Linked DNA regions of Mus musculus: regions 2, 3, 4, 5, 6 and 7 are each linked to region 1. A link is a contact called in public HiChIP or PLAC-seq and promoter capture Hi-C data. All regions are on one chromosome and are shown on one strand. Each heading gives the region's core, a stretch centred on a gene start, on an enhancer-like site or on the middle of the called end of the contact. The rest is flanking DNA. Distances are from core to core; before and after follow the strand shown. Region 1 holds the start of Zfp207 (zinc finger protein 207). Region 2 holds the start of Pex12 (peroxisomal biogenesis factor 12). Region 3 holds the start of AI662270 (expressed sequence AI662270). Region 4 holds the start of Slfn5os (schlafen 5, opposite strand). Region 5 holds the start of Nle1 (notchless homolog 1). Region 6 holds the start of Rffl (ring finger and FYVE like domain containing protein). Region 7 holds the start of Phf12 (PHD finger protein 12).

Evidence for each region. Promoter capture Hi-C pulls out the DNA fragments that hold promoters and counts their contacts. HiChIP or PLAC-seq counts read pairs in DNA pulled down with a chosen protein or histone mark.
Region 2: a contact with region 1 is called in a promoter capture Hi-C map of pre-B cells, with 3 times the contacts expected there. The contact joins the promoter of Pex12 here to the promoter of Zfp207 in region 1. A contact is called at or near these places in 12 of 39 promoter capture datasets (the 3T3-L1 cell line, 3T3-L1-derived adipocytes, the C10 cell line and 8 more) and 1 of 484 Hi-C or Micro-C datasets (the G1E-ER4 cell line).
Region 3: a promoter capture Hi-C map of pre-B cells shows a contact between it and region 1, with 6 times the contacts expected there. The contact joins the promoter of AI662270 here to the promoter of Zfp207 in region 1. A contact is called at or near these places in 1 of 39 promoter capture datasets (pre-B cells) and 1 of 484 Hi-C or Micro-C datasets (B cells).
Region 4: a contact with region 1 is called in a promoter capture Hi-C map of stem cell-derived epiblast-like cells, with 2.8 times the contacts expected there. The contact joins the promoter of Slfn5os here to the promoter of Zfp207 in region 1. A contact is called at or near these places in 2 of 39 promoter capture datasets (the 3T3-L1 cell line and stem cell-derived epiblast-like cells).
Region 5: a contact with region 1 is called in an H3K4me3 HiChIP or PLAC-seq map of stem cell-derived neural progenitor cells, with 7 times the contacts expected there. The contact joins the promoter of Nle1 here to the promoter of Zfp207 in region 1. A contact is called at or near these places in 5 of 39 promoter capture datasets (the 3T3-L1 cell line, cranial neural crest, liver and 1 more) and 1 of 115 datasets of contacts at active chromatin or transcription factors (stem cell-derived neural progenitor cells).
Region 6: a contact with region 1 is called in a promoter capture Hi-C map of liver, with 6 times the contacts expected there. The contact joins the promoter of Rffl here to the promoter of Zfp207 in region 1. A contact is called at or near these places in 2 of 39 promoter capture datasets (liver and stem cell-derived epiblast-like cells) and 1 of 115 datasets of contacts at active chromatin or transcription factors (large pre-B cells).
Region 7: a contact with region 1 is called in a promoter capture Hi-C map of pre-B cells, with 2.4 times the contacts expected there. The contact joins the promoter of Phf12 here to the promoter of Zfp207 in region 1. A contact is called at or near these places in 1 of 39 promoter capture datasets (pre-B cells) and 1 of 115 datasets of contacts at active chromatin or transcription factors (astrocytes).

What each region holds. Positions count from the first base shown.
Region 1 is chr11:80,381,499-80,385,583 of GRCm38.p6, reverse strand. Zfp207 (zinc finger protein 207) reads right to left here and starts at 2,305. Exons shown (of 12, transcript NM_001130169.1): 1 at 2,089-2,305. The coding sequence starts at 2,129.
Region 2 is chr11:83,296,734-83,300,818 of GRCm38.p6, reverse strand. It overlaps Pex12 (peroxisomal biogenesis factor 12), which reads left to right and starts at 1,842. Exons shown (of 4, transcript NM_001364762.1): 1 at 1,842-2,107; 2 at 2,266-2,503; 3 at 2,778-3,331. The coding sequence starts at 2,378. It also overlaps a transcript of Ap2b1 not described here.
Region 3 is chr11:83,221,359-83,225,443 of GRCm38.p6, reverse strand. AI662270 (expressed sequence AI662270) reads right to left here and starts at 1,868. Exons shown (of 4, transcript NR_015519.1): 1 at 1,793-1,868; 2 at 1,134-1,234; 3 at 813-992.
Region 4 is chr11:82,958,269-82,962,353 of GRCm38.p6, reverse strand. It overlaps Slfn5os (schlafen 5, opposite strand), which reads left to right and starts at 1,673. Exons shown (of 3, transcript NR_045932.1): 1 at 1,673-1,749. It overlaps Slfn5 (schlafen 5), which reads right to left. Exons shown (of 6, transcript NM_183201.4): 4 at 3,552-3,677; 5 at 1,626-2,349; 6 at 1-1,454. The coding sequence ends at 650.
Region 5 is chr11:82,906,046-82,910,130 of GRCm38.p6, reverse strand. Nle1 (notchless homolog 1) reads left to right here and starts at 1,736. Exons shown (of 13, transcript NM_145431.2): 1 at 1,736-1,792; 2 at 1,896-2,039; 3 at 2,361-2,578; 4 at 3,627-3,706. The coding sequence starts at 1,775.
Region 6 is chr11:82,868,912-82,872,996 of GRCm38.p6, reverse strand. Rffl (ring finger and FYVE like domain containing protein) reads left to right here and starts at 1,787. Exons shown (of 7, transcript NM_001007465.3): 1 at 1,787-1,989. It also overlaps a transcript of Rad51d not described here.
Region 7 is chr11:77,980,660-77,984,744 of GRCm38.p6, reverse strand. Phf12 (PHD finger protein 12) reads right to left here and starts at 1,929. Exons shown (of 15, transcript NM_174852.3): 1 at 1,368-1,929; 2 at 548-729. The coding sequence starts at 1,433.

The DNA of each region.
Region 1 (4,085 bases), core at 1,056-3,555:
CACACACACACACACACTTCTAATAAAAAAGGAGGGAACTTAATATAAATTCAGTTTTAAAGCTGGGCAATTGTGGCGCATGCCTTTAATCCCAGCACTTGAGAGGCAGAGGCAGGTGGATTTCTGAGTTCAAGGCCAGCCTGGTCTACAGAGTGAGTTCCAGGACAGCCAGGGTTACAGAGAAACCCTGTCTCGAAAAATCAAAAAAACAAAAAACAATTCAGTTTTAGTATTTATATTTGGAAATTACATTAATCATGTACCTCCCGGTCTGAGAACGTAGCTCCATTGTTAGGGTACTTGTCTAGCATGCAATGGGCTGGTCAACTTCCAGCAGTTTGGATGCTGGGTGTAGGGCACACCTACAAAGCCCCAGCACAAGTGGAGGCAGGAGAAACATGCATTTACAGATTTTCGGGGCTATGGTAGTGCATGCCTTTAATCCCAGCACTCAGGAGGCAAAACCAGGCAAATATGAATGAGGCCACCTTGATCTACAGAGTAAGTTCCAGGGCAGTCAGGCTACATGGATGAACCAAGAGTTCAAGTTTTGTGATCCAGCATAGCATGAAGCCCTGCCACAAAGAACACACACACACCCCAAATTTTGACCTTTAAATTATTTCAACATTTACAAATGTACATGCTAAGAGTGTCAGCTAGACAGTAGTGCCTTTAATCGCAGCACTTGGGAGCCAGAAACAAGTGGAACTCTTAAATTTCAGGCCAGGCTAGCCTACAGAGCAAGTTCCAGGACAGACTGAGACACACTGAGAAAACCTGTCTTAAAGAACAAAAACAAATAAAAGGAGTTCCATGAAGGAGAAAGGGTTAACCAAAATCAAGTGAGCCAGGACCAGTGGCACACTGCAGGCAATCTGTGGCAGGAATGACTACATCTGAACTAGATAAACTTGGTATGCAGTCTAAGATCATAAGCCCAAATAAAAATCTTTTAGCCTGGCATACCCCATGCCTTTGATTTCAACACTCCACATGCAAAGGCAGATATTTATTCTGAGTGCCAGGTCAGACAGCAAGACTAACTCAAAATATTTCTTTTCAAAAGAAAAGGCAACTTCAAACTGGGCAGTGGTGATCCATGCCTTCAATCCCAGCACTGGGGAAGCAGAGACAGGCGGAGGCCAGCCTGGTGGACAGAGCAATTTCCAGACAACCAGACCCCCAATCCCAAATAAAAAGACAGAGGGGGGGGGGAGGCAATTTCACAATTCATTAAATATACAATAGAGTTGAAACTGGGAATTCATAATCCATTATACAACTCATGACAAAGGGCACATTCAACTAAGAATCCATAAAATTTCTTCCAGTTTCATTATTAATCTATGCATTCAGGAAATGTAAATTCGCATATACTAAGAGTTCTGACCTCGCAAGACTTTTTCTGTGAGTGCATTAAATAATTCGTGACGGATTTTTAGCTACTTAACTATTTTAAAAACAAATTTGTCTTGAGACAAATAGTTTTCTTGTAATAGATTAAAAAAAATCAGTTTAGCGTAATACGTTATCCACAAAAAAAAAAAAAAAAAAAAAAGAGAGAAAATTGTTTTCCTTCTTAACAGTTTAACCAGTCCTACAAAATTGGGTAACGATAATAGAAACTCCACCCAGTTAAGCAACCGCTTCCCCAAGATTAAGGCGCCCGAAAGAGAGGCGGAAGCCGATTCTTCACCGCGAGGGGGGGGGGGCTAGTCACAGTTCAATTATCCAGGGAGTCAGGACATTTACCCCAAACTCAAGTCCCTTTGTGGGGTCTTCAACGAAACAACGGAGACAGGAGTTCTTAGGGACGACTGCACTTGGGGAACGTCTCCAGGCCCAATGATCGCGACAAACAAGCGCCTGAGTCACCGAGTTCAGCGCCACCAAACTCCGGAGCCCTCTCGCCCGAAGAACCCCATTTTACAAGAAACCACCCCAAATCCTAACCCAGCCACAGCACAAAGGCTCGGCTGGGCCCGGCCGGGCCCTACCAAACAGGCTTAACCCAAACCTATCAGACTTGTGTTCTCAAGAAGCGACACCCACGCTCGGCCTCCACGTCAACCCCACAAAGGATACCAGCACCACGGCTTGAGCTGCTTCTTCTTCTTGCGACCCATAACTGCGCCCTACAGAACAGGCAGAATAGAGGCGGAAAGAAGCTGGAAAAAACAAAAAACAAAAAACCCAAGAGACTCGCAGAGTTCTCCACACCAACCGCCACCAGCGCGTCCCGCAGGAAACAGACACAAAATGGCCGACACCCTCGTTCTATCTCCACCTCCCATCAGCCACCGCGGTGAGAGCTGTGCGGGTCACGTGACGCAGGCTTCGGCCCTGAGTGGCTGAGCGGGCGCTGCCGCCATCTTAATGGGGTTAAGTGGTGGTGGCGCTCCCGGGCTGAGGACGCTGATCCTTTAGAGCTTGGGTCATCCAGTACGTCGGCTATCCCGTATGCAAATTGAAGGGAGGAAAAGATTAGGAGTATAATTAAGGATAGATTACAAATAAATAAAGATAATTGGGACATGGTCAATTTGGGTTTTGTTTTGTTTTGTTTTTTGCTGTTGTGTGTTTTGCTTTTATTTTTTGAGATGGGTCTCTTCATAGCCCTGCTGATAGAGGAAATGACCAAGCTGGCCTCAAACTCAAAGATGCGCCTGCTTCTGCCTGCCAGCGACTGTTTGGGATTAAAGGCACACGCCCGGATTGCGACCTGGTCAATTTTTAAATCTTGTTTCAGTTGCCTTTCGGGAGTGGGGCGTATATGGTCAAGGAAGAGTTACCGTTTTTTTTTTCAGTGAACCACAGTCTAGGAAGCAGTATGGGTGAGATCAGCAGTAGCGATAAGGGAAATGTGAAGTGCTTCAGAATCGCAAAAAGGCAATCCTTAAGCGGCTTCGGAGAACATAGGAATGTTTAGAAAGATGAAAGAAGATGCAGTGGGAGAAAGCTTAAGTTATCTTATTACCTGGGTCTTGTGTCTGTTGTCCCAGCACTCAGAAGGCCAAGACAGAAAATGCTATGAGGCTAAGACTTAGAGGCTAGCCTGGAGAACAAAGCCTGATCTTGTCTTTGAATAAAAAAAAAAAAATTTTTTTTTTAAAATGCAGTGAGCCAAGCATGGATGGTGCATGCCTTTAATCCCAGCACTCAAAAGGCTGAGGCTGGTGGATCTGAATGTATAGCCAGGTTCCTGCCTACATAGAACATTCAGGGTTATGTAGAGAAACCTTGTATCGAAGTTTTAATTACTGATAAAATGCAGTGTTTGAGGATTTGAACTTAAAAGTAACAAGACAGGAAAAGTGTTGCTGGCAAAAGATAATCCTGGAAAATGTGGCAAGGAAGAGTGTAAGAGAATTGGATATTGTATATGCTGAAGTCTCTTGAAACCACAGAAAGGTTCGCAAACAAAAAATGTTGGTGGAACATGCCTGCAATCAGGGAATTCCAGGAGGCTGAGGCTGGAGTTAAAGGTCTAACCTCAGTTACATAGTGAATTAAATAATGCCTGGGATACATGAAACTTCATTTAAAAGTAAGATTGAGGGGCCTGGAGAGATGGCTCAGCTGTTAAGAGCACTGAAACTCACTCTGTAGACCAGGCTAGCCTCAAAAGCAGAAATCCGCCTGCCTCTGCCTCCCAAGTGCTAGGATTAAAGTCATGGACCACCACTGCCTGGCTTAATTACTCCTTTTTTTAACTTTTACAATTTTCTAATACTGCCGCCCAAAGTCTTAGGTTGCCTTTCAATTCTGTCTGAATTCTGTCTTCGGGACAACCTATACTGTGTTTGCACAGATCTATGAGAATCTGATGTTTCTGAGTTCATACGGTTGCTAGGACACTACCCTGTTTTCATGAGATGAACCCCATAAGTGGAATCAATAGGACTCTACAAGCTTGTGCTTTAAAAATGTAGAGTCACAGCCTTGCCTTTAATCCCAACACTGGGAGGCAGAGGCTGGCAGATCTCCAGCCTGGCCTACAGAGGGTTCCAGGACAGCTAAGGCTACACAGAGAAACCCTGTCTTATCAAACAAACAAACAATAAACAAATCAGTAAAAGAGA
Region 2 (4,085 bases), core at 593-3,092, 2.9 Mb before region 1:
TGGACACAATGAGCACTTGACACTTGTTCACTGTAACAAGGTTACTTGGATGAAACGTTACTAATTCCTGCTAGAGAGAACGCTAAGGGAGTTATATAGTCCTGTTCTTTTTGAGCTATCTTGTTTTGTGAGCTACTCCATTTAAACGTTGCATCTGTACAAGTATGTGTCGGTACCTCAGGAGACCAGAGAGAGCACTGTATCCCTGGAGCTGGGCTTACAGTTAATTGTGAGCCTCTGAATGTGGGTGCTGAAAACTGAACTCAGGCCCTCTGCAAGAGCAACAAGTGCTCTCACCTGCCCATCATCTCTCCAGCCTTCCCACCTAGAGTTTAAGTTCCTTTTGTTTTAAAATAGCCTGCTTCTGTTCTTTGCAACTAAAAACCTTAATTGATGCAAATGTTTCATTTTCTACCTGTTTTAGCTATTTCTTAGCTGTGTGTTTTTGCTATTCACTTAAAAGCATAAACAGCTAGAGAGATGCTCAGTGGGCTGGAGAGATGGCTCAGTGGGCTGGAGAGGTGGCTCAGTGGGCTGGAGAGGTGGCTCAGTGGGCTGGAGAGATGGCTCAGTGGGCTGGAGAGGTGGCTCAGTGGGCTGGAGAGGTGGCTTGGTGGGCTGGAGAGATGGCTCAGTGGTTAACAGCACTGGTTGCTCTCGCAGAGGACCTGACTTTGGTTCCCAGCACACACATGGTCTGTAACTCCAGTTCCAGAGAATCAAACATACTTTTTTGACCTTTGCAGTTACCAGGCTGCATGTGGCACATACATATATGTGCCAGCAAATACTAGTACAACCTAAAAATCTTTTTAAAATTAAGACCCCATTGGTTAGCATGCGATATTTACCAGATGCTTTATGTAGTTCTCGGGTCCTTAAAACTCAAGGCTGAGCACGAAAGCCAACTTGAATGCTAGCCAAGGATATGTACATAAACCTTAAGACTCTTAAGCTGAAGCCGGGCGTTGGTGGCGCATGCCTTTAATCCCAGCACTCGGGAGGCAGAGGCAGGCGGATTTCTGAGTTCGAGATCAGCCTGGTCTACAGAGTGAGTTCCAGATCAGCCAAGGGCTACACAGAGAAACCCTGTCTCGAAAAAAAAAACCAAAAATCAAAAAAACTTTTAAGCTGAAACAAACATTATTTAAAACAAAAATCTTTAATACTTTTTAGAAATTCAACAATTGCACTTCTGACAGTGACTTTAGTGAAGTATGGATCATACTTTAGAACTATAAAAAAACTTCAAAATTTAAATTGAAACTAAAACCAATCCCTTTATAAGGTTCTCATTATACAAACCAATTGCCCACTTTTATACCCTAAGGTCCTCTAGAGCTGAATGCTACTATTCAGTTCGAGAATCATAACGATCCCTGCGCTGCTAATACTGCTAATACCTACTGAGCTGGAGGGCAGGAATCAATTTCATCTAGCAGAATGTGCCTAGAGCTATAACTTAATTTTACACATGGATGACAAGTTAAGCTGTCTGTAAGTAAGTAAAAAAGTAGCCGTCCTAAATTCTGGTAGGCAAGAATGAATCTTTTGTCATTTTAGTAAAACTTGCTGATAACTGACTAACACTCGGGAAGGTGGCCGACTTTGAGCTAAGCACCACCTGGCAGAAAGGACCTGGCTTGATCTCCCATGGCAACCGGCGTCAGGCAGGGACCCCAGCTCGGCACAGAGGCTCGAGTACCGCCCTCCAGGAAGCTTCGCTCAGAGCTAACCAGGAACAGAATGCACTCACTGCACTAACCCGTCGCCTCGTCGTCAGGGGGGCGGAAACGGAAGTCCCAGTTGGTCATAGAGTTCCCGAGTTCCGGCTCAGGGCTACATTCGATGCTAGAGCGCCTGTCTTCCGCCCGCCGTGTGGAGGTCCTCGGAGCTTCTGTTTCCGGGTACGGTTTCGGTCACAAAGCCGAGACCTCCTTTCGCAGGTGGCGTCACGGGTCCTCTGCTCCGTGCCCGAGGTCAGCAAGCAAGGACGGGCGCTTCTCAGGCAGCCGCCGGAGCCGGGCCTCGCAGCTCCCGGACTGCGGTTCGAGCGACACGTTTCTTGGCCCACTCCCCGCCTCCGAGTCACGCTCTGCCCTGTGAGGTGCAGCATTTGACAAGTCATTCCCCAGACCCCACGTGCCACGTCCCCAGCTCCGGAGTTAACAGTCCTTACTTTGAGACTCCCTCTCCTCCGCCTCCATATAAGCTCCCCCCACCCACCCCCGTTGATTTTTCACTCCTGTAAAATTCAATTTTTAGTTTCAGGTGCCATGCAGAAGGACTAAGACTCAGCACCCGTTTGATACAAAAACAAGTTCATGCTCACTAGAGTGTTCGTGGGAAAAGTGAATCCCAGTTCACACAAGACACAATGGCTGAGTATGGGGCTCACATCACAACTGCTTCAGTGGCGGACGACCAGCCATCCATCTTTGAGGTGGTAGCACAGGACAGTTTAATGACAGCAGTGAGACCCGCTCTTCAGCATGTGGTCAAGGTAAGGTATTACTTCTCTGAATCGTTTCAGGGACGACTGGATAAAACTCCAAACATTTTACTAGTAACCCTAAGTTTGCAATGATCGCCATGTGTCATTTGTATCCAGGACTTAATGGGCATCCATTCAAAGAGCTCTGTACTCCATTCCTATGACCTCAGGAACTCAGACTATACCCCAAAAGCCAATTACTTAAGCCAGGTGTATTGAATTTAAAAGGAAAAGGCTGATGTGAATACAAACTGAAGACTGTAATAAAATGTTTTTGCATCAGGTTCTTGCAGAATCAAATCCTGCGCACTATGGCTTCCTCTGGCGGTGGTTTGATGAAATCTTCACTCTGCTAGACTTCCTGCTCCAGCAGCATTATCTTTCTAGAACTAGTGCCTCATTTTCTGAACACTTTTATGGCTTAAAGCGGATTGTGGCAGGGAGCTCGCCGCATCTTCAGAGACCGGCCAGTGCTGGTCTTCCCAAGGAACACCTCTGGAAATCTGCCATGTTCCTTGTCCTTCTTCCCTATCTGAAAGTGAAGCTAGAGAAGCTGGCTTCTAGCTTGAGAGAAGAAGACGAATACTCTATTCACCCCCCTTCTTCTCGCTGGAAACGATTCTACAGAGCCTTTCTGGCGGCCTACCCTTTTGTTAACATGGCCTGGGAAGGCTGGTTTCTTACACAACAACTGCGTTACATCTTGGGGAAAGCTGAGCATCACTCTCCCCTGCTGAAACTGGCTGGAGTTCGGTTAGCTCGACTGACAGCTCAGGACATGCAAGCTATCAAACAGAGACTGGTTGAAGCCAGTGCAATGCAGGAGCCCGTCAGAAGGTAAGGCCATTCCTAAAACCCCTTTATTAACAAAATTTGAAAATTTGTACCAATCATCCGGTCTACCCTAGCTATTAAGTCACAGAAGTTATTCCTCACATCCATAAAGCATGGGCCACCATCCTGGTGACCTCTCTCATAATAGGCACACCTTTGTGCATGCTTGGTGTATGTAAGAGCCCCATGCGTGGTATTTGCTTTGTGTTATCTTATGCCTCATCACAACCTGAATTAAATGCAGTGGCTTCATTTAACAGTTGAGGGAACCACTAGCCAGAAGATGGCAGAGCAAAGATTCAAGGCAAAGCGATATAATTAATTCTAAAGACTTCTTACCAAGGATGCAACATTACCTTTGTGGAGTGTTAATTCTCTCACAAGTTCAACATGTATGCATCCCAGTGTTGATAAGTTACTTTTTAGGTAAACTGCTTCTTCTGGATGGATTATCTATCTTCCATTTAAAAATTCTCTAAAGTTAAGTATCTGATGCCTTTCTCAAATCAAAACCTAAGTTTCTGTTGTTAAAAACAGCTTGGGGGCCGGGCAGTGGTGGCACACACCTTTAATCCCAGCACTTGGGAGGCAGAGGCAGGCGGATTTCTGAGTTCCAGACCAGCCTGGTCTACAAAGTGAGTTCCAGGACGGCCAGGGCTACACACAGAAACCCTGTCTCGAAAAACAAAAACAAACAAACAAAGAAGTTTGGGGTACAGCAGGAGAAATGGCACCGTGGTTATGTAAATGGCATGTA
Region 3 (4,085 bases), core at 619-3,118, 2.8 Mb before region 1:
GTCAGTTCCACAAGTTTTGAGTCAAAATTGAAGCAAGCAAATGGATAAAGTGCCTAGTTATCATATCAAACCAGACATGAGCTGCTAGTTTCTCCATGCATCCCTCAGTCCCTGCCAGTTCCAGGGCGTTCCTGGAAGGCATGTTCTGCTCCTACCCTGAACTCTCCAGCTCAGTGTTGGGCCACCTTTCCCCAACTGCACTTCCAATTCAACCATTTTGGTTACCAGACCCATCTCTCTCTCCTTTGGGCTTCCTGGCTGTTGTATTTTATAAAAAGAAAGAGAAGAAGGCAGGGATATGTTTGGTGGAGGCATAGTAAGGTGTTGGGGAAAGGGTCCCTTTGCTGGCTCATGCTGAGGCATCCCTTCCCCCTGAGGTACCAGCCACGGGATGGTATAATATAGAATAGAATGTAGGGCATAGGGATGTGAGTTGAGGGAGTAGAGACAGAGAAAGGCAGAGATAGTAGTGGCTGGCCATGAGCACGTGGAGAGTAGGGAGGGGAATGAGGAGAGGGAGGAAGTGAGTAAGGGAGCAAGGGCAAGAGGAGAAGAGCAGAGAGCAAAAGTGAGGAGGGGGCAAGCAGTCCCTTTTATAGTGAGTCAGGTATACCTGGCTGTTGCCAGAAACTGTGGGCAGAGCCTAGACAAAATGCCAACCCGGGCTGCTGCACCTGGTACCTCTCTTTCCTCCCTCCCTCTCCTCCATCTCCTAAAAAAGCTAGGGACATGTTCATTCTGGACGCTCCAAGAAGATTCTGCCCCGTGGCTCTGCCTCCCTTTCAATCCACAAACTTTCTCTTCCACTATACCTGGGACCAGTCCTCTTCCTTTCTTTTTATTTCTTTTTCTCATACACATGGCGCCGAAAACCAGGACCAGTCATGTTTTCTTTCTTTCTTTCTCTTTTTCATTCAGCCAAGATGAAGGATTTTGCCCAGAACCACTCCGGGTCCCCAGAAAATGGCGGCAGAGGTAGTTTGCAGAGTCATCTAAAGGCGTATACCCATAAAGCCATTTGGCTTTCCCATCAGGTCCAATTAGAAGCAAACACATATCTTTACGTACTTCCTGCTTTTGTACCCAACCCTCCCCCTTAATTCAGGCAGGGGCATGCATGTTTCCTCACTTACCAACTGGGGGCAGGCTCCTAGAAGAAACTTCCATGCCGATGTTTCAATGTTTCGTTTTGGTAACACAAACTAACAGGCAGCCACGAAAACTCTTGACCAAACTCAATGCAGTAAAGAGTGCATTTTATACAGGGCTTTTAATATGAAGTTTCCTCCCCCCCCCCCCCATCTAATATATAGGCTAACTTATAATTGGATTTTTAAAACCTTCAGGTTGGATTTTAAAGTTAGCCTGGATGCGGAGGAAGGAAGGGCCAGCCAGGCGATACAGAGGGACTCATGTGAGCCTTGTGGCAGAAACTAAAACCACATGCTGGTCTCCTTGTCCTTTCTTGACAGCCTTCAGGGAGGGTGACAGGAGCGGTTGCAGGAAGGATGTGATAAATCTCACATACATTCAAAACATTTCTCAGGCCTCATGGTTATTTTCTGTGTTTCCTTCTCTTGCTCTCCATGATCTGAGGATATTGTTCCTTCCGCACTGGTCAGTTTCTTCTAAAGAGGCCCCCCGTGTGATTTCAGTTATATAGCAGGACTTTCTGACCCAGAAGCAGTACAAATGATGACACAGAGGCTATCGGGTATTTTAAAGCTTAAGCCTATAGCTGGGCAGATTTCCAACCAACTTTCTAGTTCATCCCGATTTGTCCTGGCATTACCTTCCATGTGTGGCCAGCTCTGCGTCTCTGCTCCTGTTCAGGTCCATCTTTCATCTCCGAGGCCCCAGGCGACTTTGGCGCCTTTGCTTTCTTTTTCCAGAGTCCCTCCCCAGGAAGTTCTGCCCTCCACTCTCTGCCCAGCTATTGGCTGTCAGCTCTTTATTACAGCCAATAAGCAAGTAAAGAAGGTCTAATATTTACAAAATATAGGACCTCTGATAGGCCACAGAAATAATACTAAGAGGCAGGCAGATTTCTGAGTTCGAGGCCAGCCTGGTCTACAAAGTGAGTGCCAGTGACAGCCAGGGCTACACAGAGAAACCCTGTCTCGAAAAAAACAAAAAAACATAACAAAACAAAAAAACAAAAACAAAAAAACCCCGACAACAACAAAAAAAGAAATAATACCAAGATCCGGCTCGCACTCAGCTGTCTGGCTAGTGCTTAGTTTGCTGATGGTTTATCCCTCAACATTGAGTATATAGAGAGCCACCTTCACATAATGCACCCCTAACTCAACTACAAGGATTTTGCTTTTACCTTTGGTGCCAGATCGTTAGTCCTGGTTTTACTCAGTGCTGGCCAGTGGATGAAATCAAGAGTCATGACCTTTTGTCTTCTCTCTCCTGAGAAGATTCCATACAGCAAGCCTGTAAGCTCCTCTCAGTAGTCTTGGTCCGTATTTAATATTTCATAAATGTTTGCTTTAAATTTGGCCTGAAGTGGTTGCGTTCATTTTTTTTTTTCCCAGCAAAACCCAGTATAAACATAAACCCTGCAGATGCACTCAGGCGATGCTGGGAGGCAGAAATCAGAGTGGCCAAGGACCTGGCACAGTCATCAGTGTTCCAATGTCTAGTTGCACAGCTAAAGTGAGAATTCCCCAGGATGCCTGGTACTCCAGGGATTATGCAAGGATGCCTCTGAAACAGACTCCTGTCCATTACATTCTCCTTGTCAGACTGATGGAACCTCTATGAGACACTAGTCATTTGTTACAGTTGTCTTTGATGTCATGTATATTTTGGTCTCTTAAGTCAATATCTGATCCATCTTTGTGTGTTAAGACTTGGAAGGCTATGAAACTAGATGACACAAGAGGGACTGATGGACCTCTGAAGGAAAGAAGTCCAATCGTTACATGTCATTGTCCTCTCTTATGTATCTATCCTATGTTTGTATGTTCTGACTCAGGGCTGTAAGGCACAGCTGCACCCAGGGCTCCAGGTGGTGCCTAGCTCCACCTTCAGCTGCTTCTTGGGAGCAGGAAAACTGCATTGATAAAAACTTCACATCTCAGAACACTGAGTATGCATAAGGGGATGGGGTTGGATGAAGGATTCACAAGTAAATCCCCGGGCTCAATGGAGAGCTTTGTAAAACCTGGGGTCCCACATGGAAGCCAGGCACTGCCAAACTGCCTTGTCCCTCTTCTGCATCAGGCCAGAACCAGCTCCTGTCCAAGCTATGGATGAGTCTGATTTCTACCCTGTATGTTTAGATGTGGATCTTATGTGTATGAATGTACATGACCATTGCATGCTAGTTTCTGCCTGGTCACGAATTCAAGAATAAATGTTATTTCTTATTCCTTCTGCCAGTTACTTGTGCTCAGAATTCACCTCTGGTTTTCCTGAACACTGGATTTAATATAATAGAAATTCAAATGTTGTTTAAATATGGGTAATATTCAAATTGTTCTATAATGTTCTTCGTTATTGCTGGCTCTGAAAGTGGGTTATAGCTCACCTTTTTCAGACCCAGGCATGATTTTAAACTCCAGGGTCAAATACTAAAAGGATTGACTTATAAATTATCAGATATGGTTAAAAAAATCTATAATATCTATAACAAAGAATTAAGTTAAAGCTAGTAGTAGGTTGAGCCATTAAAAGCTTATACTTCAATATATTTAAAACATGCTGCATGATTCTACTCTGGGACATAAGCAACATGTGGCTGTCACAGACTTGACTGTGAGATAAGGCAGTGTCCTGTATGATTTAGTTTGTTGGGAGGTGCCTGTGGCTCAAGGGTGTCAGCAGATTCCAGGTTCTGCATTTTTATTGTTGTTTTTCATTTTAAGTACAGAGCATCGTGGTCACAAAAGTTCACTTTACAATTTCATCATCACTAGGAATCTAACCACAATTATGATCCCAATGTTTGTTTTAGGAAAACAGTTGGTTCTAAGATGATGTAATATGTTATATACCCATTAGATGGGGATATTACTTTTTCTTTTCAAAAATAGATGTTGGATTGGGGAGATGAATCCAAAATTAAATCAAAA
Region 4 (4,085 bases), core at 424-2,923, 2.6 Mb before region 1:
TGGCACTTTGACGGTAGTAACTCTGGGTCCCCACAGGAATAGTATTAAGGCGGAGTCAAAGATTCTGAATAAATAAGTCATGTAGAAGGCAAAGATCAGAAACAGCAATGCCGATGAAAGGCAAAACAGGAAGCAACTCGACAAGCTAAACTGAACTGGACTCACCCTGAAATCATAGCTTGCAGTTTGTGAACTTACATTTCAAACTATGTCCTGCTAAAGATGGACACACTCTCTCCCCCTCTCCCCTTCATGCTCCCTCCACACACCAAGATCAAGCATTTCTGCCGGTGGCTGTGTTAAAAACAAGGAAAATATCTGAGTCTACGAGAAGTCAGCAGTCATCTCATAATTAGCTCTTTCCTGCCTACCTCAAACAACCAGTCCTTCCTGATACACACACACACATACACACACACACACAGAGAGAGAGAGAGAGAGAGAGAGAGAGAGAGAGAAAGGATATCTCAGTGCCAGCTAATTGCTCTGCTGTCTCTTCCTACTGTCTACATCCCCCATACTCATATTTGCTTGCCCTGAGTGTGGCTGATTGTACATGAAATGTTTTTGGTGCTTAAATGTTTAGATCAAAGAGCTTCAAAGACAGCTAGAGACCAACCCAAGCTAACTGAAAACTGGCATCTTCCTATCAAAACACAACCTTTACAATATACAGATGTGTCCTTGCCCTGGAAGCCAGACAGAGCAGAGCATTGTAGAAAATGGCCGTCTCAGATCCCATTGGAATGATCCCAAACACAATACTTCTTTCCATGCCTGAAAATCGGTGAACACTCTCCAACACGACGTGACTACCCAGACTATCCAACCCCTCCCTGACCTGCACTAGTAAACTGGGCTCCTCAGCGAGCTGAGACATGGACCTCCTCCTCATTGCTAGCAGAAGCTTGTCTCTACATTTTTCTATATCTCTGGCTCTAGTGAAAAGAACAGCAACATCCGTGAAATAGCCAGACCTCCAAAGACTCTGGCATTTCTCTGCTACATAGACTGACATCTGCTCCAAATTCAAGTTATCAGTAATCTCTAAGTTGCCTGTGACATCTGGACCCCATTCAAGTTCTTCACCCACCATCAAGGCTTCTTGGGGGACATTTGGGGGAGGATTTTCTCTGATTTGATGCATTATATCCTGAAGGTAGCTGGTTATGTTGTCTCCGCTGCGGAGCATTCTGGTGAGCTTCAATAACGGCTTCTGGTGTTGGAGCTCAGGGAGGCCACTGCAACACAAGTGATTGATCTGAAAGTAATCCAGAAAAATGTAGAGAACTCCTGGGCCATCTCTCGCTCTCTGAGTGATGGCTTTGGCCTTTGCGTACCAGTTCCCGTCCTCCGTTCGGAAATTCTGAGCTTCGTCCACGATGATATGTTGCACATTATCAAAGGTATTTTTCATGAAGGTTTTCCGTGTCACTGCCTGGCAAACGTTTTTCCTGATGCAAGTGTAAGAAACACAGTCAGATTTCCTCAGCTAAGCAAAGAAAGGCAGCCCAATAGATAGGAATAGTTCCTGAGCATGGAAGCAACAACCCAGAGCTTAGCCCTCGAAAGCCACGCCCATTCAAATTGCCCACCAGAAAGAAATGAATAGTCAGGTTGCTTACCTCACAATGAACCTCTTCAAGGACTGGTTCTCACAGATGTAAAGAATGTTGTCAGCTTGACAGTTGAACACATTCCTGATCTTCCCCACGATCATGAGAGCTAGAGTGGTCTTCCCTGATCCAGGTAAGCCGTGAACAAACATCTCTCTGTGCTTGCTCAGGTTAGTTGAAAGCAACCCGTACTGTTGGTCTGAGAGCAGGGCCACAGTCTCAGACTCCAAGTTTAACTCTTCATTTAACAGGGGTCTGAACCCAAACAAGATGATCACAAGAGATTGCAACAGAGCTTCCACCTGCTGTGTGGTTATGAAGTTATAGGATTCGGGGTACACTGGCATTTCTAAGTCATTCCTTACTCTTTGGTGAGAACCCAGTGGTAAGACCAAGGGAATGATGCCTAATCTTCCAGGGTAGCCACCCATGTTCACCAGCTTCTGCTTCAGGGTACGGGCAACTTTCATGGAATAGTGCCTGTTCCCCAGATCCCACTTGTTGCAAATGGTGTACAGGATTGGAACGTTGTTCGGGGAAATCAGAAGAGCGTCACAGATGACATCTTGCCTCCTCTGAAGACCTAGATCTACAGCCCAGCTGTGGGAGAAGATCAATATCCCTTGAGAGAAACAGCGCATTTCCATATTTATTAAGTTTCTTAGTCCTCTGTAATCTGCGAAGAGGTCCTTGTAGACGCTCTCTGGAGTATATGTAATCCTGTTGGGTGACACTAGACAAGGAAAGAATCGGAATGAATCAGAGACAAGCTAATAATCACCATTGCTGTGGGAATCTTTCTTGAATAAGCACTCTTGAATAATCTTTCTTGAATAACACCAATGAGAGTGGAAGAGAGGACCAGTGGATGAAAAGCCTTCATGCCCGTGCCATCTGTAATAACGCATTACACTTTAAAACCACTAGGTGGAGGGAGCGAGCAAGCAAGATTTTATAGAGTATGTGGCAGGCAGCAGGATTTAGAGGGCCAGGACTTATTTATTTATTTGTCTATTTATTTATTAACTGTTTCTCCAGGTCATTCTGTTTCAGATGGCAAGTGAAGCCCTGCTTGGCCAACAGATGTACAAGCAGTGCTTTAAGTAAATCACTAAACAAATCAGTAGCTAGTAATTAGTCTTACTCTACCATTATATGATGTAGATCTCGATCTTTGAGCTCTATCATGTATCAATGATCAGTTTTATATTAGTAACAAAAAGAGAAGCAATCTTGAGTCTGAGGGAGCCCATAACCAGCTGTGATCAACATGGACTACACTGAGAACACAGTAGCCAAGGCAGCAAGAAAGAACCTCTCTTGGACTATGAGAACACTAGTGGGAAGGTGGTGCATGCCTTTAATCCCAGCCCTCGGGAGGCAGAGGCAGGCAGATTTCTGAGTTCGAGGCCAGCCTCTACAAAGTGAGTTCCAGGACAGCCAGGGCTACACAGAGAAACCCTGTCTAAATTTGTCTTTGTTCTATGTCCTGCAAAAGCTTAATGGTGAAACAACTAAAACCAAGAAAAATCCAGAAACACCAGAATGTTTCAAAATATTTTCTTATCAATAAGAGAACCTAGAAAATCTATGAACAAAGTCACAAGATGTACCTGGACATGGTCCACACTCAGCCCTGCACTTGCACATGGCACATGGCAATAATGCACTCGTTCTCACTGCTAATGTTGGATGCTGCAACTACATTGCAACATACTTACCCACTGTGGTAATGGTTGTAAGCCATCATGTGGGTTCTGGGAATCAAATCCAGGTCCTCTGAAAGAGCAGCCAGTGCTTTTAACTGTTAAGCCACAGCTCCAGCCCCTCTCTGCACTTTCCATAGGTGGTTTTGTATGGACTCAAAACAAGGCTTTTCTCCCCCAAATATGGAAACAGTCAACCTGTTCCAAAGTGGCCAGAAACAACAGTTACCTGGAAAGTAATCCTTCTGCAGGTCTTCCACACATTTCAAATATTTATGTGTGAACACGGTCTTGCTGCAGGGTGTGGTGTTTAACATACTCTTCCAGGGGATCATCTGAGGGAAACTGGAAAGGTCTGAGGAAACATGAAACAACCGTTGAGTACACAGAGGGCAGAAAACGCCTCTTAGCTGAACCATTTGCAGATATTTGCATTTCCAGCACAGATCAGCTAGAAACCAAACCCAGGTTCTCTGCCAGAACTGCCCATGCTCCTAACCTCTGAGCTACCTCTCCAAACCTTTAATAGTTAATCATATTGAAATAAAATTATTGTATATTTTTAGAATACTATTTTAAGTATATGTGAATAGAAAATGTGACGGTCAATGGTCTAGGATTCTGAATAATTTTGAAATGACCTTTTTGTTTGTTTGTTTTGTTACTTTTTAATTGGTTATTCTGTTTACTTTTCAAATGTTCTTCCCCTTCCCAGTTTCCCCTCCACAAGCCCCCTATCTCCTCCTCCCTCCCTGTTTTGTTA
Region 5 (4,085 bases), core at 487-2,986, 2.5 Mb before region 1:
AGCCTCTGCAAGTATGACTGTGAGTTTAGAATATGGATTCACAGCTATGTGACCTTGGACAGGTCCCACTGCCCTGTTCAATGAAAGGCCTAGTCCTAACACGTGAGCTTGTTTGTTTCTTGATTCTCTCGCCTTTGTTTTCGAAGCTGCCTTCAGACTGGCTTCAAACTCCTAGACTTAAGCAATTCTCCTGCCTTGGCCACCTCTATAGCTGGAACCAGAGCTGTGCGCCACGTCCATCCTAACACACAGCTTCTGGATAGTGATGGGTAAGTGGGTGGGTGGATAGACAGATGCTCTGCTTTCATGGGATGGATCCCAAGCCTGGAACCTCATTTGTGGTCCAAGCAATGAGGTATTGACAAAGGATCCCACTGCAAGCAAAGAAGCTTTGGTTCTGTGGCGTTTGGATCAAGGGATCCTACATTCAATTCCTGATTTCATAATTCAGTCCACAAGCGTTTCTTCTGTGTCCCCTATATACCGGGGGACATGACTGATAATGAGGAAATGACTGAAAATGCCGGAAAACTTGGAAAACACAGGACAAGACAGACAGGGTCCCCGAAAAACCAAAAGGAAAAAAGAAAAAAAAGAAGAGAAAAAAAAGAAAGACAGGGTCCTGGGAAAGGCTTCCCTAAGTAATTGAACTAATCTATGCAAAGTTCTGAGAACACTATCTGGCAAAGAATAGAGGCTCAATTCGCTTTGTCGGATGAATGAATGTATGCATGTAGGAATGAGTATATTTAAGCCGAGAGATAAACAATGTGAAGAAGGCCAGAAGGCAGCGTCCCTAGCAAATGGAGTCGTTGTTCTCAGATGAGGAAAAGCCTCCAAAGAGCACACGGGTCCCTCTGGCCTTCTTCAACTTTTATTAGTCTCGTTTGTTTGTTTGTTTGTTTGTTTGTCTGAGACAGGGAGTTCTTTTGGAGACCTTCAATGTCCTGGAACTTACTCTGTAGACCAGGCTGGCTTTAAGTTCAGAGATCTATCTGCCTGTCTTTGTCTCGCAAGAGCCTGGATTAAAGGCATGTTCTACCACAACCTATTTAATAGTTCCTTATAGGCTCTATATTCTTTGAACTTGTACAAGAGGAGAGCAGAGACTCAAATCTGTCCACAAAAGTTCCAGACAGAATAAATTGCCTATGCAAAAGCAGATACAGGAGAGGGCCACACCTTGAAAGAGCTCAGAAAAAAAAAATCCCAAAACAGCTGGGCACCGCGGCCCATCCGATATTCCCAGCATCCCATCCTGGGAGGCACAGACAAGAGGATCATGGAGTTCAAGGTCTACTTAGGCTACACACCCTCAGCCTATCTCAATACATACATGCATACATGCGCGCGCGCGCGCGCACACACACACACACACACACACACACACACACACACACACACACACACACATACACAAACTAAATCCCACAAGCCCACCTATAAAAGTTTCTGCCTCAACCCAATAGTTTTCTGGTTTGTATTTTCACCCCTGCTGCCTGGACCCTGGAAGTGTCATCCTCCACCATCTCCTGCCTCTGTGAGCTAGGCGGGCAAATCAATTAATTTCTCTGAGTTTTGGAGACTAAAATTGGCCAGAATCGCTACTGTGAAAAGAAGGCGCGAAGGGAGGCCACCATTGGCAATCCCGGCCTCCGAGAGCGGCTTGACTCCTCCGAACACGAGAGGGCGCTGTAGCCGGAGGTTGCCCGGCGCGACATGGATTTAACGCTCCGTCTTTCCGCCTCGGTTCTCCTCCACGTGGGGACGCAGGATGGCGGCGGCGGTGGTGGTAGGTGTACGCGCACGGGGCGGGGATGCCGGGTCTCCGCGTGGGGTACCGAGGCCCGAGGGGAGGGGAGGGGGACTGACAGTCTCGCGGCTTGATTCTGCAGGAAGAGGCGGCGGCAGGCGACGTGCAGCGGCTGCTCGTACAGTTCCAGGATGAGGGCGGTCAGCTGCTGGGCTCCCCGTTCGACGTGCCAGTGGACATCACGCCGGACAAGCTGCAGCTGGTGTGCAACGCGCTGCTGGCCCAGGTGAGCACCCCAAAACGAAGCCACGGTGTTCCGGGGACCCAGCTGCTCACCGACAGTGTCGGTGGCGTGGATCGGCCCCAGGAAAAATGTTCTCCGCGCCGACTCACCTACAGACAGGCTGTGTTTTGAACGCGTCGGATGCAGTGTTTCCGTGACTTCTTGTCACAGCCCAACATAAGCATCCCCATTTTACAGAGATGCCCAGCGGGATTAAATTTGTCGCATGGTGGTATGCAGTAGTTGGGATTGAGCCGACTCCCGCTGAGGGCAGGCATTCATCCCTCCGAGCAGAGTTCCTCTTTACTCTGTTCTTGCCTTCAGGAGGAGCCCCTGCCCCTGGCGTTCTACGTCCACGATGCTGAGATTGTGTCCTCCCTGGGGAAGACGCTGGAGTCCCAGTCTGTGGAGACAGAGAAAATCGTCGATATCATCTACCAGCCCCAAGCTGTCTTCAGGGTCCGGGCTGTGACGCGGTGCACCAGCTCATTGGAGGGTCACAGCGAAGCTGTCATTTCTGTGGCCTTCAGCCCCACAGGAAAGTAAGGACATGGGCAGAATCTTTGGGATGTGGAGGTGTGTCCTCTGACAGGTGGAGAGGACCATCCTGAGTTATTATTCACAGGGTCTTAGGCTGCCTGCCTGTCATAGACTTGGGGTCTGGACTCACGTTGCAAGTAACAGACTTTCTTATTGGGGTTTGGTCCCCAAAGGCTAAGAATAGTACCTGGCTCAGAAGAGCCTATCTTGGTTTGAACTACTCCTTTCCGAAGTCAGGTTTCTGCATCTGTTACTTCCCTATGAATCCTTTCTTGTAGGACTCTAAGAATAAGAACAGTTGAGCCAGGTGGTGGTAGTCCACACCTTTAATCTCAGCACTCAGGAAGCAGAGGCAGGCGGATCTCTGTGAGTTCAAGGCCAGACTGATCTAAATAGTTCCAGAACAGCAAGGGCTACATAGAGAGACTCTACCTCCAACAACAGAAGAATATGAAAAGCTTCAAAAGCTTTTTCTAGAAATTTCCAAGGAGGTAGAGACTAGGCGGGCAGGTCTTTGTGAATTCTAAGCCAGCCTTTTCTACAGAACAAGTTCTAGGTCAGCCAGGGCTAACCAGAGAAACCCTGTCTTTTAAAAAAAAAAAAAAAAGAAAGGTGCGGGGTGGGCTGGAGAGATGGCTCAGGGGTTAAGAGCACTGGTTGCTCTCCTAGAGGGCCTGAGTTCAATTCCCAGCACCCCGTAAGAGCTCACAACTGTCTGTAACTCAAATCTCAGGGGATCCAATGTGCACATTGTGTACAGATACATGTGTAGGCAGGATGCCTGTTCATGTAGAATAAAGATTTAAAAGCATTAAAAACACATACAAAGTGGATGGATGAATGGAGTGAGTGAGCTGTTCCTGTTGGGAAGGAAGAAGAGAGAAGTGGCCTCCTAGGGTCTTTTCCTAGATGGCATTAGTGTCCTATTTCTCCTCAGGGAATGGAGAGTCTGTTCCCAGAAGATGGTTGGCTAGGCAGCAGGAATACCCATGCGCAGTGTCTCAGGGTGGGCCCCACCACTGCAGCAGTCAAGCGGCCTCTCTTCCCCAGGTACCTGGCCAGTGGTTCCGGAGACACCACTGTGCGCTTCTGGGATCTCAGCACTGAGACACCGCACTTCACATGCAAAGGTCGGTGTGCCTTTAACCACTTACGGGGGCTTAGTGCGTGCCAAGTGGTTAGCTCAGTAGCTCCTGGTAGGGCCTCAGAAGACTCCAACCCATTAGCACCCTGTTCACAGCTGCCTGCTCCTTGAGGCCAGTCAGCCACTTAGAACGAAGCAGATACTGGACTGAGTGTGGGGTATAGGGAGGAGCTAAACTACTGGTTGTAGGGACAGCTTGAAAAGGCTCTGCCAGCTGGGTGGTGGTGGCGCACGCCTTTAATCCTAACACTTGGAAGGCAGAGGCTGGCGGATTTCTGAGTTCAAGGTCAGCCTGGTCTACAAAGTGAGTTCCAGGACAGCCAGAGCTACACAGAGAAACCCTGTCTCAAAAAAGCCTCTGCCAC
Region 6 (4,085 bases), core at 538-3,037, 2.5 Mb before region 1:
GCTCGCCGAAAAGGATTTCAGATTACTCGCACAATGGGTACATTATTGAATGCCTCTGCGGAAGGGCACGATAAAGATGAAAAATTGTGATGGTGATAACGCCTAAGGTGGAGAAAGGAGGGGTGTGGGTCCGAGGCCTCGCTCCAGTAAGCTGCTCATTATTTAGCAGCAGTCGGATGATTTAGCCACAATATGGACCAGAGGGCCCTGAAAAAAGGATTTCTGTTGGATACCATGAATTCAGGCCCTGATTATCGTCCGACTGGGGGTGGGGTGGGGTGGGGTGGGGGGTAAGTGCACTTCCTTTTCAGAACTGGGCACTCTGGTTGTGAGTTAACAACAACAACAACAAAAATCGCAGGTCTGGATCTCCTTTCACTTCTGTTTTGGACCTATTACATGTCTGTGGCTATCATTCATATCCAGAGATGGACAGTGTGGTGAAGAACCTGTGTCTCCAGCACGGCGCTCAGACCCATTTCAGAAATATCAGAGGATGGACAATGTTGGTGCGTCAAAGGAACGGAAACCAGAAAGGGAAGGGAGAAAATGATATACACCTTTGTGGAGGAAAAAGTCCGGAGAGAAGCGGAGCTCATAGGGAACTGCAGCAAAGCGAAGCTGCAGAAATAAGCAGGCAGGAGAAAGGGGCAAGGGGCGAACATCCAACTCAGGTGCCAGGGGTCCTTAGAAGGCGGGGCTCCCTGTACACTCCAGGTTGGAGAAAGAAAGAGTTTTGCATCTGAGTTCTGCTTTTCTCTGTGTGGAAGCTCGAAAATTACTTAAAATGTAGATCCTTGTTGATAACAAGCATATAACAGTACAGAGCGTGCTGGGGTGTTCTGAGAACTGGAAATAGCAAAGGGCTTATAAAGTGAGTCTGGTACGGATGCACATATTTTAGCTCTGGTTCCCTTCTGATAGTCTTTATTTTAAAATACAAGGGGTAGCACTGTGGTAGAGCACTTGTCTAGTATGTACAAAAATCCCAAGCACCAAAATATTGAATAAATCAAAATACAAATTGCTCAGGAAAACTCTGAGAGGTCTTTGATGGGAACCTGAAGCATAAGAAAATGATGTCACTAGACACCAGCCAGAAGAATTAGCATTTATATGACTTCCGTGACTAGGCATCTTCTTAGATCACTGGCTAATGATCCCCTATGCTACCCTGGTGTTTTATGCTTTACTAAGGCCTTTGTGCATTATCTCATTTAATGTGCGGGCCCAACCGGCCTTTCTGGGATGGGGAAGATATTGGAAAGGTTAAGTGCCTGCCAAAAGGTGCACGGGTGATGAACGATGGCTGGGTGGTTTCTTAGCAGTCGTTTTTATTGTACTGCAACCTTTCTCAGCTGTGTCCCCACCTTCCTAACATGAAAGTAGCTTATCCAAGGAGGAAAAGACAGGTTATGATGCCCCACTGAATTGGCTTTTAATATCGCCAAGAAACTTAATAAATTAGATGAGTCTGGGGTTCTGGAAATCTGTCGGGTACGATGAAACATGAAATCAAGGGTTCAATATTCAAACTTTACTATAAAGCTAGTTAGTGATCTTAAGGGACTTGCTCAAGATCACCACATAAGGGATTGGTTGGCTCGGCCTAGACTGGGGACTCCACACCTAGCCGGGCTCCGACAGAGGGCGCTCGCGGAGGCTTGCACTCTAGACCGCCGCGCGCCCGATTCCTCTCTATGGTGGCGGGGGCGTGCGCTCCCGCGGGGGTGGGGTGGAGGGCGGGGCCGCAAGCCGGGAGGGCGGGGCCGCACGCTGGACGGGCGGGGCCCACGCCGAGCCGCGGGGGACTGGGTTAGTGGGGGTGGACTTCCTGGGGCCGCCCGTGAGGATGTGGTTCGGGCACCCGGGCGCCCCTCAGGCGTGGAGTTGCGGCGGCCGCAGACCCCGCAGCCCCGCTGCCTGAGTGGCCGCGGTCGGGATCTGGCCTCTGCCGTCCCAGGTGTGGCCCGGCAGCGTCCGCGGCAGGTGAGGAGGCGGTGGCTGTGGCTGTGGCGGGTTGGGCTGGAGGATCCGGTGCTTCAGGCTGTGCTCCGGGGGGTGTGAGGATCCAGCTGCGCTCCGGGAGTGGGGCAGCCCTTTCCAGGAACTCCCCACCGCCAGGTCACCCCACACCTGTCCCATGAAAGTGCCGCAAAGCATTTCGTCTGTGTGCGCCGTAACCCGGGACGTGTGTCCTCAACTTGTACCCAAGTGTCGTAAGAACCCGGTAGGTCCTGGGGAAGGATGCATTTCTGTAGGACAGAAAACCGTCTACAGAGGCAGAGCTTTGGCGGCACTGGCTCTCTACCAGGAGGACCCTGGAGATTCGGAGTTTGGAGGTTAGATGGGAAGTTTGGGATGCTGCTCTCCCCTCCTCCCTCCTCCCTGCCAGAGTCTGCTGTCTGCCTCTTGGGAGTCGACCTCTGTCCCCGACGTGTGTTAGGTCGCCACTGTGTGGTCCTGGCCGAGACTCAGAGGGAAGTAGGGCCCCTCTCCAGCTGGCTGCCCAGGAGACATTTGACCGGGCATGGGGAAGTCTGGGTAGATCAGGGGAGTCCACAGCCTTTCCTGGCGTCTGTTTGAGCTCCGATTTAAGACCGGTAGAAAAAAACAACAGCAGCGTACTTCTTCCTTTTTTCTTTTTTTTTTTAAAGCTGTCATGGGGGTGGGGGGGTGCTGTTGTGTAATCGAGGAAGATTTCCACATTCCTCTCAGTCCACCACGGGGAAGATTATTCTTAGCTCGGAAATGGGGTTTTACCCACAACTCACACTCTGTGCCCTGGTTAAAGGCTAGAGTGACGCATGAACAAACACCCCAGGATGCGTGTGGCCTTCCAAGAAAATAGTAACCTCCTTATGTATGTTTTGGCTGGTGGCTTGGAGAACCGAGAGACTTCCTGTCGCCACTTTTGAGAGCTGCATGGTGGTTCTTGCCTTGACAGTTCAGTATACTGAAATGTGGGCAAGGCTGTTCGAATACTGTGGCATTTTTCTAGGAATGGAAGGGGACTATGTCCTGGGCAGTTTGTAGAGTTCTAAGACCAAAACTGGCCGTATATTTCCTTTGTGGCAGCTTCCTTATCCTTCCCTCCTCTCCCCCCCCCCCCCATTCTTTCTAATGTTAGCAACTGTTTGTAAAATTTCATATTTGCTAATTCTGGACTCCAGAGTACAGTTAAAAAGTTGTGGTTTATTGGAGGACAGTAGCAGATTGATGTGTCAGGGCTAATTAATAACTTGATGGTGTTCAAAGATGTCCATGTAACAGAGGATACACACTCACCTTAATGTTTAATCACAGAGCCCAGTACATTAAAACTTCTTAGGCCGGGCAGTGGTGGCGCACGTCTTTAATCCCAGCACTTGGGAGGCAGAGGCAGGCGGATTTCTGATTTTGAGGCCAGCCTGGTCTACAGAGTGAGTTCCAGGACAGCCAGGGCTATAGAGAAACCCTGTCTTGGAAAATCCAACCAAAAAACAAAAAAGTTCTTATATTGATTAGCTGTGATCCTGACTCTTTACACTGGGATCCAGGGTTGTAAATCCATCAAATTGACCAATTTAACCAAGTGCTAAAATAAAAACAAAAAAAGAGAAAGCTGTTCTCAGAAAGCTTAAGTTCTTTCTTTCTTTCTTTCTTTCTTTCTTTCTTTCTTTCTTTCTTCTTTTTAGGTTTTTTTCGAGACAGTGTTTCTCTGTAGCCCTGGCTGTCCTGGAACTCACTTTGTAGACCAGGCTGGCCTCGAACTCAGAAATCCACCTGCCTCTGCCTCCCAAGTGCTGGGATAAAAGGTCTGCGCCACCAGGCCCAGGGCTTAAGTGTTTTCAAACTTTCTATCCACCAAGCCCATTGACCTAAGTACTTAGTAACATGTAATAGAAATGCCTGGTAAAGGGATTTTCATTGACATGTTTAACAAATAGCAACATTAACAAAAAGATGGTTTCCTTTCCAATTACAGGAGACTTGTGAAGTTTAATGCAGCCACTTTGGACTGTGTGAGCCACACCTGCTACTTTCTGACATCATCTACATAAACCTAAGGAATGCTGGGGAGGGAGCTAGGTACACTGGGTTTT
Region 7 (4,085 bases), core at 680-3,179, 2.4 Mb after region 1:
ATTTAAAGGCAGGTCGCCATATTGTAAACACAGAGGCAGAGAAGTGGTCTTGAGAGACACCATTCATGATTTCCTGCACCATCGTAAGCACCCGCTCTCCTGAGTCAGGACCAGGGTTAACTGGGTGGCCGAGGCTCCGCGCATTAAGCCCAAGGAGAGCCCAGCCAGGCAGGAGCCCTAAGGGCGGCGGGCGCGCGCGGCCGCCAAGCGGCACTGGACCTGGAGCTCCTCCCCTTCCTCCCCCGCCGCCGCCGCCGCCGCCGCCGCCGGCCGCACTCGGCCGCTCAGTCCCGGCTCCCAACCTACAACCAATCTCAGATGGGGCTCACCTCACTCCTCCCAACCCCCATCCCGGGGTCAAGACACGCCGCTGCTCCTTCCCGCAAATTGGCCGGATCCCGGCAAATACCAAGGGCGCAGAGGCGCTCGCCCCAGCGACTAGAGAGTCGGCTAGCGGCTGCAAGCTCCCGTTATTTCTACAGGCCTGGTGAAGGAATGTGCTGAGTAGGGTCTGCCAAGGGGCTCCAAAGGGGTCCCCAGCCCTTACCAGCACTGGAGGTGGAAGGCGGCAGGGCAGTGATCGCAGCACAAGAGATCCCCACCTTCCTTGCAGCTATCGCAGCTGTCGTGGTTGGTGGCCCTGCCGCTTCTCCGGGACTCCTTCTCGGGCTTCCGACTCCGCTTTTCTGCCTCGTCCGTCTTGGGGGGAGCCAGCAGAGCTTGGATTTGCTGCACACACATACAGACGGCATGTGTGCACATTCGGAGCTCCCGGGTAGCCCGTAGTCCCACCGGCGCCGCTTCTCCGTCACCCACCCCTCTTCCCCCTTTTGTCCTTCTTCCTCCCATCCAGGCTGCTTCCAGAACCTCTCGGTCCCCGGAATCAAGGGGAGCCCACCCTAACTGCGTTCCTGCAGCACAACAAGAAAAGCTCCTTCCAAATGGGGAGGACCAGGGTAGGGGGATGGGGAGAGGGTGCGCGGTTCTCTTCTTGCCACTTCCTTGTATGGACAGTGGGGGACTCCAAAGCCCGGCTCGGGAGAGGCCCGAAGCTTGGTACCCGGACGTGCAGGGGGAAGCACAAAGGGGCCGACAAGAAGGGGGTGGGGAGGCCTGCCGGTGCAATGAAATGGAGTGGGCTGAAGCCTCAGGGAGCGAATCGAGGGCGGCTGGTAGGTGAAACTGCTGCAGACGTCCTCGGAAGCTAAGCTCAGTCCCCCAAATTGCAAAGAGGGGAGGAAGAGACTGGGTGAGGAAGAACAACCCCCCCTTTTCCCGGCCCTCTGGCGCTTCGAGCTTAGGGCCGGCTTTGTGGGGCGGAGGTACCCTCCTGGCACTGGGGGGAAAAGGATGAGGGCCACTCTTACCTCCATCAGCCCCCCCGACGTGTCCAAGTCGTACACGATCGTCTTGGTCTCCATTTTCTCCCACATTCATCCACCTCTCGGGCTGGGCGCTCTCTGCTCCGGCCCCCCCAGCCCCGGGGGGAGGGGGGAGGAGGGGAAGGGGGCACCTCTGACCCCCGGTCCCCTTCTCTCTTCCCAACACAGGTTCCGACTTCCTCGCCCTGGCTCCCCCCCACCCCCCGGCCCCCAGTCCCTGGGACGGCAGCGTCCTCCCCACGGGCCGCGAGAGGGGAGCAACCCCTCAGCCCCGGCCCAGCGGCTGGCTGCACAGTGGATCCCGGCTCCGGGGGTCAGGCCTCGGCGGGGGCCTAGGCCCACAGGCTAAAGCTGGCGCTGGCGACCGCTGGTCCGGCCGGGAAGGCTAGCGGGCGCTGCCATCCCGGGCTTGGGGGACCGGAGGGGGGGGTGAGAGGTTAGGTGAGGTTGTGGTTCGTGAGGTGACTCTGGGGAGGATGATGGGGGGTGGTCCCCGGGCTCCGCCTCTCGCCGCCGCTGCCGTCTGCGTCCCGGCTGCCGCGCACTTGGCGCAAACTTACCGCGAGCGCCCGCAAAGCCACCCGCGCAGGCGCCCCGGGATCGCCGCTCGCCGCGCGCAACCGCAGTGACAGCCGGCGGCCTGGCTCCCGCGCAGCCGCGGTGATGGGGTACCCCCCGGCGCGCAGCCGCGCTGGCATTCGCCCGGAGCCCAGAAGCCCCGCCTCTCCGCCGTGCGCCGGCGTACTGCGATTGGAGGGCGGAACCTGAGGCCTCGCTTAGGCGCCTGGGAAAGCGCGTAGGGGTCACGGCGCAGCCGCAGGAACTGGAAGACGCATCACCCATTGGTGTTTGTGTGCGGACCACGGGCTCTGGTCCCGCGCAGGCGTGTTGGGTCGCCACCCTCCCGTCCCCTCACACAGCCGCCTCACGCGCAGGCGCGTTGTACCTGGAGGCCTGCACAAAAAAAAAAAAAAAAAAAAAAAGCTTCTCCTTTCGCCATTTTGGTAATGAGATTTGGGGCTACCATGCCCTTGGAGTCCTCAGTCACGACCAAGGAGGAGCGTGGGATGCTGTATGGAGCTGGTAGCTTTCGGCTGCAGCAGTACCCATATGGATGGTGTAGTGGACTGTTTGTCTCCAGTGTCAGGTGTGTCTGGACTAGGCCGCCATATTGGTAAAGAGGGAAAAAAAAAGCATTGCGACAAAAAAAAAAAAAAAAAAAGACGCTTTTGGTGGCAGATCGGATGACTGCTCTTTCCACTTCATTTCCACTCTCAGCACCTAATTTTAGCACGAGCATTGCTGCCTTGGGTCCCGATGGAACCCAAGATATTTCAAGCTGTTCTTACCCTCTCTTAACCACTGTCCCTGTGAACTACTCCGAAAGAGGAAGTCAAAAGCCCAAACAGTCCGTAATCCTGACAACGCCCAGCTACCTGCCTACAGCTGACTTCAATCCCCATCTTGCAACGCGCAGAGTTCAAAGGGTGAACGGGACCGCTTTGCACTCTGGTAGTTAGACTCGCGATGGATCTGATGGATTGTGGGAGTTGTAGTTCAGCCTTCAGGCGCTGCACTGGACCATAGGATGTACACGAAGAAAAGCCTGCCGGGAAAGGATACTTTTGAGAGCTGCCGTATTGCACACTGGGGTTTGTAGTTTGAGCCCCTCACCTCGCATTCTGAGCAGAGAGACATACCTCTCTTTGGGTGTGCGCTGTTATGCCCTTGTTATCACTTTCCAATATGGACAGATACTCTGCCTAATTGCGAATGAATGAACCCCACTAGGCATTAATTAACACTGGTGACATGCAGCTATGTCCTGCCGTTTCTTTCTTTCGTTTGTTCGTTCTGTTAAGACAGTCTTACTCCGCAGCCCTAGAACTTGTTATGTAGACTAGATAGGTCATGAACTCACAGAAATCCGACTGCTTCTGCCTCCGGTCCCATTTCTGGGATCGACGTGTGCTACTACGCCTGGAATCTCCTAAACTCATTTTTATGTTACTACACACATTATTCTCAGACCCGTAAACCTGGGAGGGACTTAGAGACTATTTGATTTAAATTCTTCATTTCCAGGTACAGAGTGGAGAGTGGTTTGCTTAGACGCATATTGAGTTTATAGCAAACCTAAAAAGGAAACATTTCTTGATTCACAGGTCAGACTTTGTCCCCTACACCGTGTTTACTGTCTCTGAGAAACTATTGCTCCTTCTTTTAGGACAGTCAGGACTGTAAGTCAAAGGGGATATAAATATCTGTGTGAAGTTTTAGTGCTTTGTGAAGTTTTAGTGCTCTCTCTCTCTTTGTCTCTCTGCCTCTCTCTCTCTCTCTCTCTCTCTCTCTCTCTCTCTCTCTCTCGGCCCTGTATTAGTGCCTAGAAAGAATAACGTTATGGGGAAGTGAAGAATGCATGCAAACTGGCTGCTCTTCCGTTGCTATGGCCAACAATAGACTAGCAGCTATAGGAAAGAACTGCGGTGTGACTCTCAGAGGAGAGAGCTGAGCTAGGCTCCTTGAAGGGAAGAAGCCAGGCTTTATGCCTCCTTCCTGCTACATAACCTCAGAAGCTGGAACCTCATATGCCCTCTTTTACTGGCTTCCTTCCTACTACCATAGCACAGCTGTGCTGCTATGTCAGCCTGGAGGTATTACTGGACAGAGAAGTAAGCCACTGGCACACGCCCCATGAGTGAG